2 separate regions of the Oryctolagus cuniculus genome follow, and region 1 is linked to region 2. A link is a contact called in public Micro-C data. All regions are on one chromosome and are shown on one strand. Each heading gives the region's core, a stretch centred on a gene start, on an enhancer-like site or on the middle of the called end of the contact. The rest is flanking DNA. Distances are from core to core; before and after follow the strand shown.

The links. A called contact is a pair of places that touch in the nucleus more often than the background predicts.
Region 1: a Micro-C map of ear pinna shows a contact between it and region 2, with 2.4 times the contacts expected there. The contact joins the promoter of CIB2 here to the promoter of ADAMTS7 in region 2. A contact is called at or near these places in 2 of 6 Hi-C or Micro-C datasets (ear pinna and an unstated tissue).

What each region holds. Positions count from the first base shown.
Region 1 is chr12:106,012,572-106,018,826 of mOryCun1.1, reverse strand. It overlaps CIB2 (calcium and integrin binding family member 2), which reads left to right and starts at 4,594. Exons shown (of 6, transcript XM_002721601.5): 1 at 4,594-4,776. The coding sequence starts at 4,726.
Region 2 is chr12:105,880,673-105,886,339 of mOryCun1.1, reverse strand. It overlaps ADAMTS7 (ADAM metallopeptidase with thrombospondin type 1 motif 7), which reads right to left and starts at 1,406. Exons shown (of 23, transcript XM_051834567.2): 1 at 1,060-1,406. The coding sequence starts at 1,159.

The DNA of each region.
Region 1 (6,255 bases), core at 3,345-5,844, 130 kb before region 2:
ACAGCTAGAACATCTTCAGAAAGGCTGGTGCAGACAGAAGCTATCGGCCAGGCGCGTGCTGAATGGCTGTCCCGTCCTCCTGCGCTCATCAGAGACACGCAGGGAAATGATTTATTGAATCAGGATCTTCACTACACACACCTCCAAATATAGAAATGAGTGTTGGTCATCTGCAGCCTGGCCTTTGAAGAACCCAGCATCGTCTGCGAGAGCTACAAAGAAGGTTCTGGAAGACGGTCTGTGTTGAGATGGGGTGCATCAGATGCACCACGCGGCCCTCCCTGGTGGCTCTTGGGAGGGGTGAGGGGCCCCCAGACAGATCCTTTCATTCCCCAGGACCTGCACACAGCACAGAAGCTCAGCTCCCTGCCCTCTTCCTATGGTTTTCCAGAACCATATTTCTGTGTGCTCACAAGCCACCTTGCTGTGAAGGGTGGGGACCTCAGGCACTAGGGAACCATTGCACCCCTCGGCACCCTCATCCGTCTGACTCTGAAAGCTTGGGAGGGACCATAAAGGTCATCGCCCAGGTGAAAAAAATCAGTGCTCAGACCATCAATGGCTTGTCCAGTCCAGGGGGCTGGACCCCCAAGCCCGTGCTTAGCCTTGGCTTCCAGGAGCATGTGCAAATGTTTATGGAGGCCTTCTCTGTCACCAAGAAGGAATTCCTCATGCAGCCCTGGGCACAGGTTCAGTGCTGACGCCCCACATGGCCACTGAACACTTGGGAGGTGACACGTCTCCAGGGAGACGTCCGCTTAGTGTGACACACACGCCAGGTTCCAGGCTTACTCCATACGAAGGCGTGTAAAATGGCCCCTTAACATTGTATAATACATAGATATATTTTTGAGATTTATTTATTTCTTAACTTGCGACCACTGACACTTCGTCACAAAGACCAGCAGCTGGTTAAACAGGAGCACCGTGCAGGAAAGGGGAGATTAATGCCGCATTGTGTCTATCCAACCTATTTGCCTCCTCCTGTCCGATCCGCTCGGGCGGTACTTGGTAGCATGCCTGTTCTCCTCCCGGTGTTTAAAATGAACTTCCATGTGTGAGTCACAAATGGAAACAGCTGGCACTTAATGAGCACCTGCGATCCCCACCCTCCTTCCCTGCCTTGCTGAGTGGTATTGTTTAGAAGATTGTAACCCACTAGGACTCTGCCCCATTTCTTTTATTTTTTAAAGATTTACTTACTTATTTGAAAGAAAGTCACCCCCCCCCCCCCACACACACACAGAGAGAGAGAGAGAGAGGTTCCGTATGTTCATCTGCTGGTTCCTCCCCAAATATCTGCAACAGCCAGTGCTGGGCCAAGCCAAAGCCAGGAGCCAGGAGCTCCATCTGGGTCTCCCACGTGGGTGCAGGGGTCCGAGCACTTGGGCCATCCTTCCCAGGTGCATTAGCAGGGAGCTGGATCATTGGATCCGGAGCGGCTGGGACTCGAGTCAGCACCCGGATGTGGAATGCCGTCACAAGTGGCAGCACAGGCCCCAGATCTGCACCCTTTAAACCGTGGCCACCGTATGTTCCCCGGCCCAGACAGCGGGACCAAGAGATTCAAACCCATCCATTACCCGCTGAGTGACCACGGGCAAGTCACCTGCTCCAAGGCCACGTCTTCCTCTGTGAAATGAGACCTGGGAGGTGCTTGTGCGGCAGTCCCAGGTACAAAGTGGCCAGAACGATCCTGGGCGCTAGGTAGGTAAGCAGTCACGTTTCTGCATCCTCACACACACACACACACACACACACACACCTGGGAACAGCTCAATAAAGGCCAGGACTGGGAATCCGAGAGCGAGGTTGGGCCCTTCGTGTGGCCACTTCCTCGTGGGGTGGCACTTGGGGAAGTCACCGCCTCTGGGAATGCAGCCAGTGCCTCTCCTTAGAGCATCATTGTGACAGTTCACAAGAAAGGGCCTAGACTAGGGCAGAACAACTGTAGTCAGATTTTTTTTTTATAGTAAAATTCATTTGAGAGAAAATGGAGCACCCATCTGCTAGTTCACTTCCCAAATGTCTGCAACGGGTCAAAGTTAGGGATGGCGGGGCTGGCACTGTGGCAGAGCAGGTAAAGCTGCCGCCTGCAGTGCCAGCATCCCATATTGGTGCCGGTTCGAGTACCAGCTGCTCTACTTCCCATCCAGCTCTCTGCTATGGCCTGGGAAAGCAATAGAAGATGACCCAAGCCCTTGGGCCCCTGCACCCGCATGTGAGACCTGAAGAAGCTCCTGGCTCCTGACTTCGGATCAGCACGGCTCTGGCCGTTGTGGCCAGTTGGAGAATGAGCTAGCAGATGGAAGACCTCTCTCTCTTTCCCTCTCTCTCTCTCTCCCTCTCCTCTGTGTAACTCAGCCTTTCAAATAAATAAATCTTTAAAAAAAAAATGGATGGGGCATCAAGGCCAGGAGGTGGGAACTCAACCGTTGTCTCCCGCATGGGCGGCAGGGACCCAGCTACTGAGCTGTCACCACTGCCTCCCAGGGCGCGCAGTTGCAGGAAGCCGGAATTCGGAGAGCTGGGAGTCGAACCCAGGTGCTCCACTTGGGAATTTGGGCGCCTTAACCACCAGAGGACATATCCCGCCACCCCCGGAGAGGATATTTAAAGGGAATGTTCTAGTCAAGTCGGTGGCTTTGTCTCCAGGGAGAGGAGGGCCTCCCAGAACTGGAAACGCAGGCTGTGTGTGCAGCTTCTGGCTTTTCCACCTGGGACACCCGGCCTGCACACGAGCTGCGGGTGAGCAACTGTGCAAGAATGCGCCGGAGCAGGATCCCGGCTCGTCCTCCTCGGGCAACGCGGCATCCGAGGCGGGAACAGCGACACTTCTGTGAGCGCTTTTGTGCGGTTTGGAAAGGGCCCCAGCTGCCCCCGCTCCGACGTGGGCGCAGAGGGAACCGCAGGGCGAGAGAGCCTTTTCCAGGGCTTGACTCTGCCGGAAAACTCCGCCTTCTCGGCATTTCTGGGAATGCAGCCCTTTGCCCACAGCTGAGGCCCACAGCACGTGTCCACCATGAATGAAGGAAGCTGGGGCGGCCTCTGAAGACTGATTAACAATCCCCAGGGACGCTTAATTGCTTCCTGCCCATCGGAGAGCGATGGTGCATCTCCCAGGACGCGTGTGAATGAAACAGCAGGGCTGTGTCGCTGAGCAGCAAAATAGCACGGAACACTCCGCCCACCAACCTCAGGCAGGAAAGGGGACCCTCAGCCCCAGGGACCCGGACCCTCTGTTCCCATGGCAACCCACAACAGGGGCCCTGAGGCAGTGATTCTCAAAGTGTGGCCACCTGGGCCCAGCTCAGACCTACTAAGTCAGAAACCCTGGGGTACAGCTGCCCACGTGGTTTCCAGACCGCTAAGAAAAAGAACCACCACATCTGCAAGGAAGTATTTACCGGGGCTGGCCCTGTGGCATAACGGGTAAAGCCGCCGCTTCAGGTGCCAGCATCCCATGTGGGCGCTGGTTCTAGTCCCGGCTGCTCCACTTCTGATCCCGCTCCCTGTAATGCGCCTGGGAAAGCAGTGGAAGATGGCCCAAGTGCCTGGGGCCCTGCCACCCACATGGGAGACCAGGAAGAAGCTCCCGGCTCCGGATCCACCCAGCTTTGGCCCTCGGGCCCTTGTGGCCATTTGAGGAGTGAACCAGTAGATGGAAGATCTCTCTCTCTCCCTCTCTGTAACTCTTTCAAATAAATAAATCCTTTTAAAACATGATTTATCTCCCACCCACTGGTTTACTTGCCAAATGCCCACAACAGCCAGGGCCGGGCCAGGGCACAGGTAAGGAGCTGGGAACTCAACCTGGGTCGCCCATGTGGGTGGCAGGGACCACCTACTTGCGCCATCTCCTGCTGCCTCCCAGGGTGCGCAACCACGGGAAGCTGGATCAGAAGCGGAGCCAGGAGCCGAACCCAGGCACTGCCATCCAAGACAGGAGCGTGCCAAGCCACGCCAAACGCCCTCCCCAAACCACCTCTGACAGTTCCTGACCGGCCGGTGTGGAATGGCGGGGTTGACCCCACTGTCCGCTCCTGGGGTCCCCACGCCGCGGAAGCCTCGCATTGCACCAGCCCCCATGCTCTCCTCGTGTTAATCCGCCTTAAGCCAAATTAATTCTCTGGCGCAGGGGGGCCTCAGGTTGGGTCCTCCCCGCAAGGCACCTGCCCTGAAAGCGCCCGACCGCGCAGGTCCTTCGTCCTCGCAACCGCCCACGTCGGCATCCCTGAGCCCAGCAAATCCGCCCTGAGGAACCCCCGAGGGCCTCGGTCAAGGGCGCGCTCGGCTTCCCCGGACCCTGGAGGTCACGCCGCGGCGGCCCCCTCCTCGGCGGGAGGCACCGGGCAGGCGCACGGTCTCGCGGCCACCAGCCCCTCGGCCTGCTCCTCACACCGGCTGCACCCCTGGGCGGCTCGCCCGGCCCCGCACCGGGCGCTGCGGCGGCCGCGGGGCGCGCGCGGACAGGGCCGCCCCCTTGTGGGCACCGCGCGCGCCCCGCGGAGCGGAGCCGGGCCGGGCCGGGCGCGCGCCGCTGCGGCCGCCGGGGGCGGAGTCACCGCCGCGCGCGCCCCCTCGCGGCGAGCTGCGGGCCGAGGCGGGGCGAGGCGGCGGGGCCGGGCGCCGTGGGACGCTGCCCGCCGCGGGGCCGGCGAGGGCCGCGGGGCTCCGGCGGGCGCGGATGGGAGGCTGGCGGGCTCGGACGGCGCGGCGGCCACCATGGGGAACAAGCAGACCATCTTCACCGAGGAGCAGCTGGACAACTACCAGGTGAGCCCGGCGCGCCCGCCCAGGCCTCCCTCCGCGTTCACCTCGCGGCGTGACCTTGGCGCGGGGACTCCCCCCTGGCCGAGCCTCAGTTTCCCCAATTGGGAGATCGTCCGAGGCGCGCCTTGCTGCGAGTATGCAGTCTCCATGACTCCCTGGCCCCGGGGCTGGACCCGAACCTGCCTCCAATCCCCCCCGGGCGGAACCTGCCCCAGCCAGGTACCAGCCTCCCCACACTGCCCCTCTAAGCTCCCTCTGACCCCCGCTCCCCCCCCCTTTAGATCCTTCCAAGGCTCCCAGCCTCAGGGCCAGCTGTCCACACCGGGACCCCCATTGCCTCCCACCCCTGCAAAAAACATATTCTGTGGTCGCGGGGTGAAGTGCAGCCCCCCGGGCTTGCCCTGGGCCCGGGCCGCTGCCCAGTGGCCTCCACAGCCTCAGTCTCCCCAGCCCCTTGCCTGGCCCCTGCACCGCAGCAGCCTCAGGACCCCCACCCACCAGGCCCCGGGCCCCCTTCTCTGCCCTCTGATGGCTTCCCTGGCTCCCGCGGGCAGAGGGCCCGGGACTGTGGCGTCGCCTGCCCACCTGGAGGACACAGCTCCAGCAGGGTCTCCCTACCTGCCCGTTGCCTTCGTGAATGGTTATCTCAGCGCAAGGAGAGTGGGCAGCGTGAGGCCCCCGATGTGGGTGGAGGTAAAATGCAGACCCGCTTTCTGCAAGCCGGGGTTGTCCGTCACTTCCCAAGAGCAGAGAGCCCTGTTTAGTGAGCACCTGCTGTATGCATGCATACATACAGCTGTGGCCGCTGCCCTCATTCGATGATCGCAGCGAGGGCATGGTTAGCCCCATTGAACAGGGGAGACCACAGAGGCTGAGAGGCACCCAGTGCCTCGCGTGGCAGGGCTCACCCAGGAAATGGAGCTGTGGGTCCGAGGCTGGCCTGCCCCGTGGGTGCTTCCAGGCCTCAAGAGACAGGGTGTTGCCTCCAGTGGGGCCCCGGTGTGGGGCTGGGGCTGGAGTGTGTCCTGGGGGGGCAGGGGTGGGCAGTGGAGGCCAGCAGAGGAGAGGGCTCCGGCTTTGCCTGCAAGGGTTAGAAACAGGCCGCCTTAGAGCAGGCCCTTGGAAATGGGTGGGCTTTTGCCCAGCAGGGACCACGAAGAGGCATTCCAGGTTGGAGGAGGGGGCACAGCTTGGATAAAGGTGGCCCCAGGAAGCAGGCAGCCTGTAGGGATAGAGAGCCTGGGTTCCCACTCAGACCAGCCCGGCATTGGGTTACCCACTCGAGGCTTTGCCAGGCCGGGTGGGAGAAATGAGAGCTGTGAAACCTTAGAGCCCCCACCGCCTTCCCCGGCCTCTCCTGCCAGCTCCAGGCCAAGGGGCCGGGGCGGGGGAGGGGGGCGGAGACCCTGAGCACAGCCCCCTCCTCGTCTTGGGATTCCCCAGCCCGGGGGGCTCCCCATCCTAGCCCAGCACCCTCTCCCT
Region 2 (5,667 bases), core at 157-2,656:
GCAAGCAGCCCAGGAGCCCAACCCTAGGAATTCCCATAAAAGGGCTTCCCACCGCGTGCCTTGCGGGGTGGTTGGTGGTCATGATCAGCACGACTAAAGACTCTCAAATAAATGCCGGCTCCCTCTCCACCTCCTGTTTTGTCACCCCACTTCGTCACCAGCCAGTTCTCAATCTGGTGTTAGCGTCGTAGGCTCCTCCAGCCCGGGCGACTTCCAGACGCACAAGCCCGCGTGCACAGCGAGCTGGCCTAATCCCGGCCCCGGCTGATGCTGCCCCGGGGAGCCCGCGCCCGCTCCACACCCTTCCAGCCCCTGCGCGCCCCGGAGCCTCCTCCCCTACAAAGCCTTCCTACTGTCTCGCCATCCGATCCATCCCGCGAGGATCTTCCCAGGCCCGCTCCTCGGTTCTCCAGGAGCGCGGCCACACAGCGGGATCTGGACGCGCGCCAGGGGCTCGTCGGAGGCCGGCCGGCCCGCCGGGGCCGAGAGAGTTAACCCGGAGCCGGGCAAAGACGCCCCGGCCCCGCGCTCCACTCCCGGCGCCTTCGCTCTTGGGGGAGGGAGAGGCAGGAAGTGCAAGGGCGGCGCGAGACCCGGCCCCCCGCGCCGCCGAGGGCCCGGCCCGCAGCGTCGATGCGGTGGGCGGGGGCCGAGGCGCGACCGGGACCCGTGCGCCCCCTGCGCCCCGCGGCCCGGACAGCCCGCGCTCCGGACGACGCGCACGAAGAGGGCGCGGGGCGAAGCCGGTGCGGCTGACCCGCGCTCCGTCCAGTGCGCGCGGGACCCGAGAGGCGCGCGCGCTGCTGCACCCGCGGTGGCCGAGCAGCGGCCGGAGCAGCGGAAGAGGCTCCTTTCGGGCGACCGGCGGGGTCCACAGCGAGGTCGGGGTCTGCGCAGGGTTCCCCGGCGGGGTAGGTTCGCGCCCTGGCCCGCCCGACCCCACCCGGGTCCCTAAGCGCCAGGGCAGCGGGGATGCCCCCGGCTGCAGCCAGATCCGCAGGGGGGACGGGGGGCCACGCCGAGGCCGGGGTCGGGGGGCGAGGAGGGGCTGCCACTCACCTGGTGCGGGTCCGGGGGCGCCGCGCGCCAGGGCGCAGAGCAGCAGCAGGAGTGGGCGCAGCGGCGGCGCGGGGCTGCGGGGTCTCGGGCCGCCGGGCATGGCCGGGGCCAGGCGGCCGCCGGGCGACCCCGCGCGCGCGCTCTCGTCCGTCCCGTCCGGTGGCTGTCCGGTCCCGGGTTCGGCTCAGGACATGCCCGGCCCGACCGTAGCTCCCAGCGTCCCAGCCCCGACTCCGGCCCGGCGGGCGGCTGCGCTGGGTCCGTGGGCAACAAAGACTGCAAGGCCCGCCCCCTCCTCGGCCGGCTGCGGAGGCAAAGAAAAGACGAGAGAGCGAGATGGAGAGAAAGAAAGAAAGGGGGGGGAGCGCGGTGCCGGCCCTGCCCCGCCCCTCGGGCTCCTGACCCCGCCCCGCGCCTGCCTTCCCACCCCGCCCCGCCGGCCGCCCCCTGCTCCAGGGCGGGCCTCGGGGCGGGCGTGGGCAGCGCCCCCCGACGGACGTCCGACTGCCCAGCAGCCGAGGGCGCCCCCTGGCGGTAGAGCCGGGCAGGGCTTCCCGACACGGGAAGAATCTGGAATTTCTGCTTAGGGAGGGCGCTCTTTGGGGGTGCTCCCCACGCCAGCCAGGGACACAGGAGGCACCCTGAGGGTCCAAGGTCGCCCAGCGGGGCAGCAGAGGCGGCAGGGTCAGGAGGTAGATTCTGCTCCCAGGCCTGCGCGCTCCCCACAATTGCTGCCTGCGTCTAGCCCACAGCCCAGGGCAGGGGCCTCCTGAGAGCCTGGAGGCCGGCCAGCCCTCGCCTCACATCCCCGGCCAGACTCCGCCTCGAACACCGGCCATCTGTCCTTTGTGGCCCCAGCGCTGGCTCTGGCTTCCGCCTGAGGATCGCCCTCCCACCACCTCCCGCCTTCGCTGAACCCCGTGCACACGCATGCACACGGCCGCTCAGTGCAGCTAGCGTCTGCAAGGGGCACCTGCTCACTTTCGCCTCCCTCTGCACAGCGGAGCAGGCGCCACAGGCCACAGGCTCTGCAGTAGCCCCCACCAATCCCTCCCAGAATTTGCTTTGGGTGTCCCCCTCTTTCTGGGGCCTCCACGGCCCCCAACCCTCGATGTCAAACCGGTCTCATCTGCCTCCTGGTGGAGAGACTGATATCACCCCTCCAGAGAAGAGCTGTCCGCTCGGGCTCCACCCGCCCATCTGAGCCGTTTCTCCCTTCTCCGGGTTCTGCCCTCCTCGCCCTCTTGGTGTCACAGTCATAGTGCCCCCCCCCCAGCTGCCCAGTGACTTCCAGGTACACCTGCCTCCTCCCCCCTCCTCTGCTCGGTCCGCCTGGCACATCACCCACCGCCTCTGCCCCAGGGGTCTGCACGCCCAGCTGTGAACTCCAGGGCTGTGGAGAGGCCGGCTAGGAGAGGTGCTTTGAAAGTAGAATGCGGGCGTTCTACTTCTCCGCAGGGTAGAAATATTGGAGCTTTGACATCAGAATAAGAAACAGCCAGTAGGGGCCGGCGCGGTGGCAGGCGGGTAAAGCTGCCGGCTGGGGTGCCAGCATCCCATATGGGAGCCAGTTGCAGCCTAATGCCCACCCTGGGAGGCAGCAGAAGATGATCCAAGTGCTTGGGTCCCTGCTGCTGGCATGGGAGACCTGGGTGGAGCTCCTGGCTCCTGGCTCCAGGCTGGCCCAGCCCTGGCTGTCGTGGGCATTTCAGGAGTGAACCAGTGGATGGAAGACCTCTCTGTGCCAGTCTCTAATAAATAAATAGAAATTTCAGACAGAGCCAGTCATGTGAGGGTGAAAGGGAAAAGATGATCATGAACTCACAAGGTGTGATCCTGCAGGCCCAGCTACCGTGTCACCCCTTCCTAAACGTCTCTCTTGAGCTGTCTCGGAGCCCCCAGAGCCCCAAGGCCACAATCCCGCTAAGCCACTATGTTCCGCTAGGTCTGCCAGTCCCGCCACCCTGTGAGGTGCTAGATGCTGGTGATCCCAGCCCCCAGCACACACAGGAAACCCGAGAAACGCAGAGGGTCTGGGGCGGGGCCTGCACAGCCCTCCCCTTCCAATTCCACGTCCACCTCCCTTGCTCCTTTGGCAAGCTGCCCCGGCCAAACAGAGCGGAGCCTTCTGCAAAATGCAGCCCTTGAGCGTGCGCTTCCAAACCTTGAGTTGTGCTGGCTAACGCCAGTGCCACCTGCTTCTGTCTGTGTCCCCCATCCTGGCCTCCACGCTGTCCACACCCTGCTAAGCGCTCTTCACAGTTCTGTGGACGCTGAAAACAAATCTTTGAATGCCGCCTCTCCGGGAGCCTTTGCAGTCTCTTTGTGTTCCTCCGTGCACCTGCACCGTGCCCGTCTCCTGATGCTGATGAGCATTTAACTTCTTTCCCAAACCTCGCTGCTGCCGTCCACAAAGGGACATCTGTAGGTCCTTCGGTAGAACTGAGTCCTGTGTGGTGTTTCTGTCGCGAGCTTGCACGTTTGTCATTGAGAGATGGGCATTGCCAAATGCGTTGCATTATTTTTGGTGGGTCTCTTCCACCCTCATGAATTGCAAGAATTGCAAAATAATGGGAGAATGCTCAGTCAGGTTGCTGATTGCTATGCCAGGTGCCCAAAAATGTCCCCTCCTAAAACAACGCCGGGGACCCAGAGCCATCCGTCAGCTCACGGGTGGCCTCTCCTGCCTTCCTAGCTGCCACTTGGCGGTGGGAACGACTTGATGGAGGCGAATTGTAATGCTGAGTGAGCACAGTGCCTTGTGGGCCATCACCATGCCTTCCACGCAATTCTCCTCCCAACAGGACGTATTATTGGTATTATCTTCATTTTACAGATGGAGAAACTGAGGCAGGGAGAGGGGAAGTAGCTCACCTGGGTTCCCATATTTGGAAGTGCCTGATGCAGCACCTGCATCCCTAACCACTGCACAGCACCGCCTCCCTGGATGCCAGTGTGGGTTTCTATCTTCAGGGGGGTCTGTTTCTTCAAGGCCCCTCCTCTCTGGGCTCTGTCTGAGTCCGTCACACACAACCAGACGGGTGGGAGGGGGCCCCTCCCCTTCTCCAGGGACTTCTCAATGAACCACCTACTAAATGCTGGTTGCCCAGAGCCGTGGGGAGTTCCAAAGCGACTCTTGGTACTTCCTGGAGGAAGTATGCACTTCATCCCTAGCCCTCGAACCCCAGGGGGCTGGCTCCAGGAGGGAGACCCATCTGGGAGCCTGACCAAGGCTGGGCGTGCGTGCCCGGGCAGCCAGCCTCACCCAGCCTAGGCACAAATCTCACCACCCCTGGGTCTCTTCCCCCCCACCCCTGCCTCTGCAGCCTGGCTGTTGCCTTGGCTGTTTTCTTCTTTTGAATACTGTGTTTGTCTCTCCTTTTCATGCCATTGTTTTAGCAAAGAATGTTCCATATTCCCATGTCTGGAGATCATCTGAAAGCATTTTAGGCTTTTTCCATTGTATGCACCAAGTGTTTCAGAGCTCTTTCTGCCCCCATTTTTTGTCCTCTAACAACTTTTTCATGTGCTTTATTAACTTTCATAATGAAAATAGTTATTTCGACATTTGAAAACCAGAATCCTTGCTGGTAATAAGATGCTGGATAAGCTGAATTACATGGATCACTTTTTCTTCTGTTTTTTAAATCAATAAATGATTCCATGCCTTTATTTTTCCAACAAATACTTACTTGTGCTGCCTGCACTGGAGCTTAGAAGAGTAAAAACATCATGGACCTTATTATGAACTTGCCATTGCCAACATTTTAAATGAAGTCGGTTATGTAATTTGGGGCTTGGAAAGAATATTTTGAAGATGAAATCAGCATCAGAATCTATAGAGGGGAAAGTTCATGGGTGTGCCTGCGTGAACAGCAAAAACTTCTCTAAGTCATCAAACTCCATCAAGCCAATATCCAAAAAAAAAAAAAAATAATAATAATAGGAGACCTTAGAGAGATCAGAAAACACAGAGGGAAAGATTATTTGATAAATAAGAATCTTCTCAGAACAAAAGCACATGAATTTCTAGACGGCGAGGATTTGCTGGCGTGCAGCACCTGGATGGAAATGACCCACACCAAGAGTCAACGTCTTGATGCACCACAGACAATGCTGGAATATTAGAGAAAATTGCTTCCAGAGAACGAAGAGAAAATGGTGGCAAACTTTGCTCTGTGATTGGAATGGCACTAGAATTCTCCGCAGCAATGCTACGAACTAGATACCAACAAAGCAATGCCTTCCGGGCTCTGGGGGAATGGTTTTCAACGTAGAACTCATTTCCTACTCTCGGCCAAGTGTAAGGATGTAGAAAAAGGGCGCTGATGCTAAGACATGCAAGTTCTCAAGACCTTCACCTCCTCTGCACCCTTCCTGGGAAAGTCACTGCGGGATGAGCTCCACCAGGAAGAAGCAGCAAGCTCGGAGAGACAAGGTCACGGAATTGAGAAACAGGCGACCCAAAATACAAACGTAATGGAAGGGGTCCCCAAAGTGATAGCTAAGGAAAATTCTAAAATCACAACTGTTAAGAGGTCTGTGTCCAGATTGCATCAGGAAGTCAAAAATCTGTAGTGCAGTGGGTTAAGCTGCTGCCATCAATGC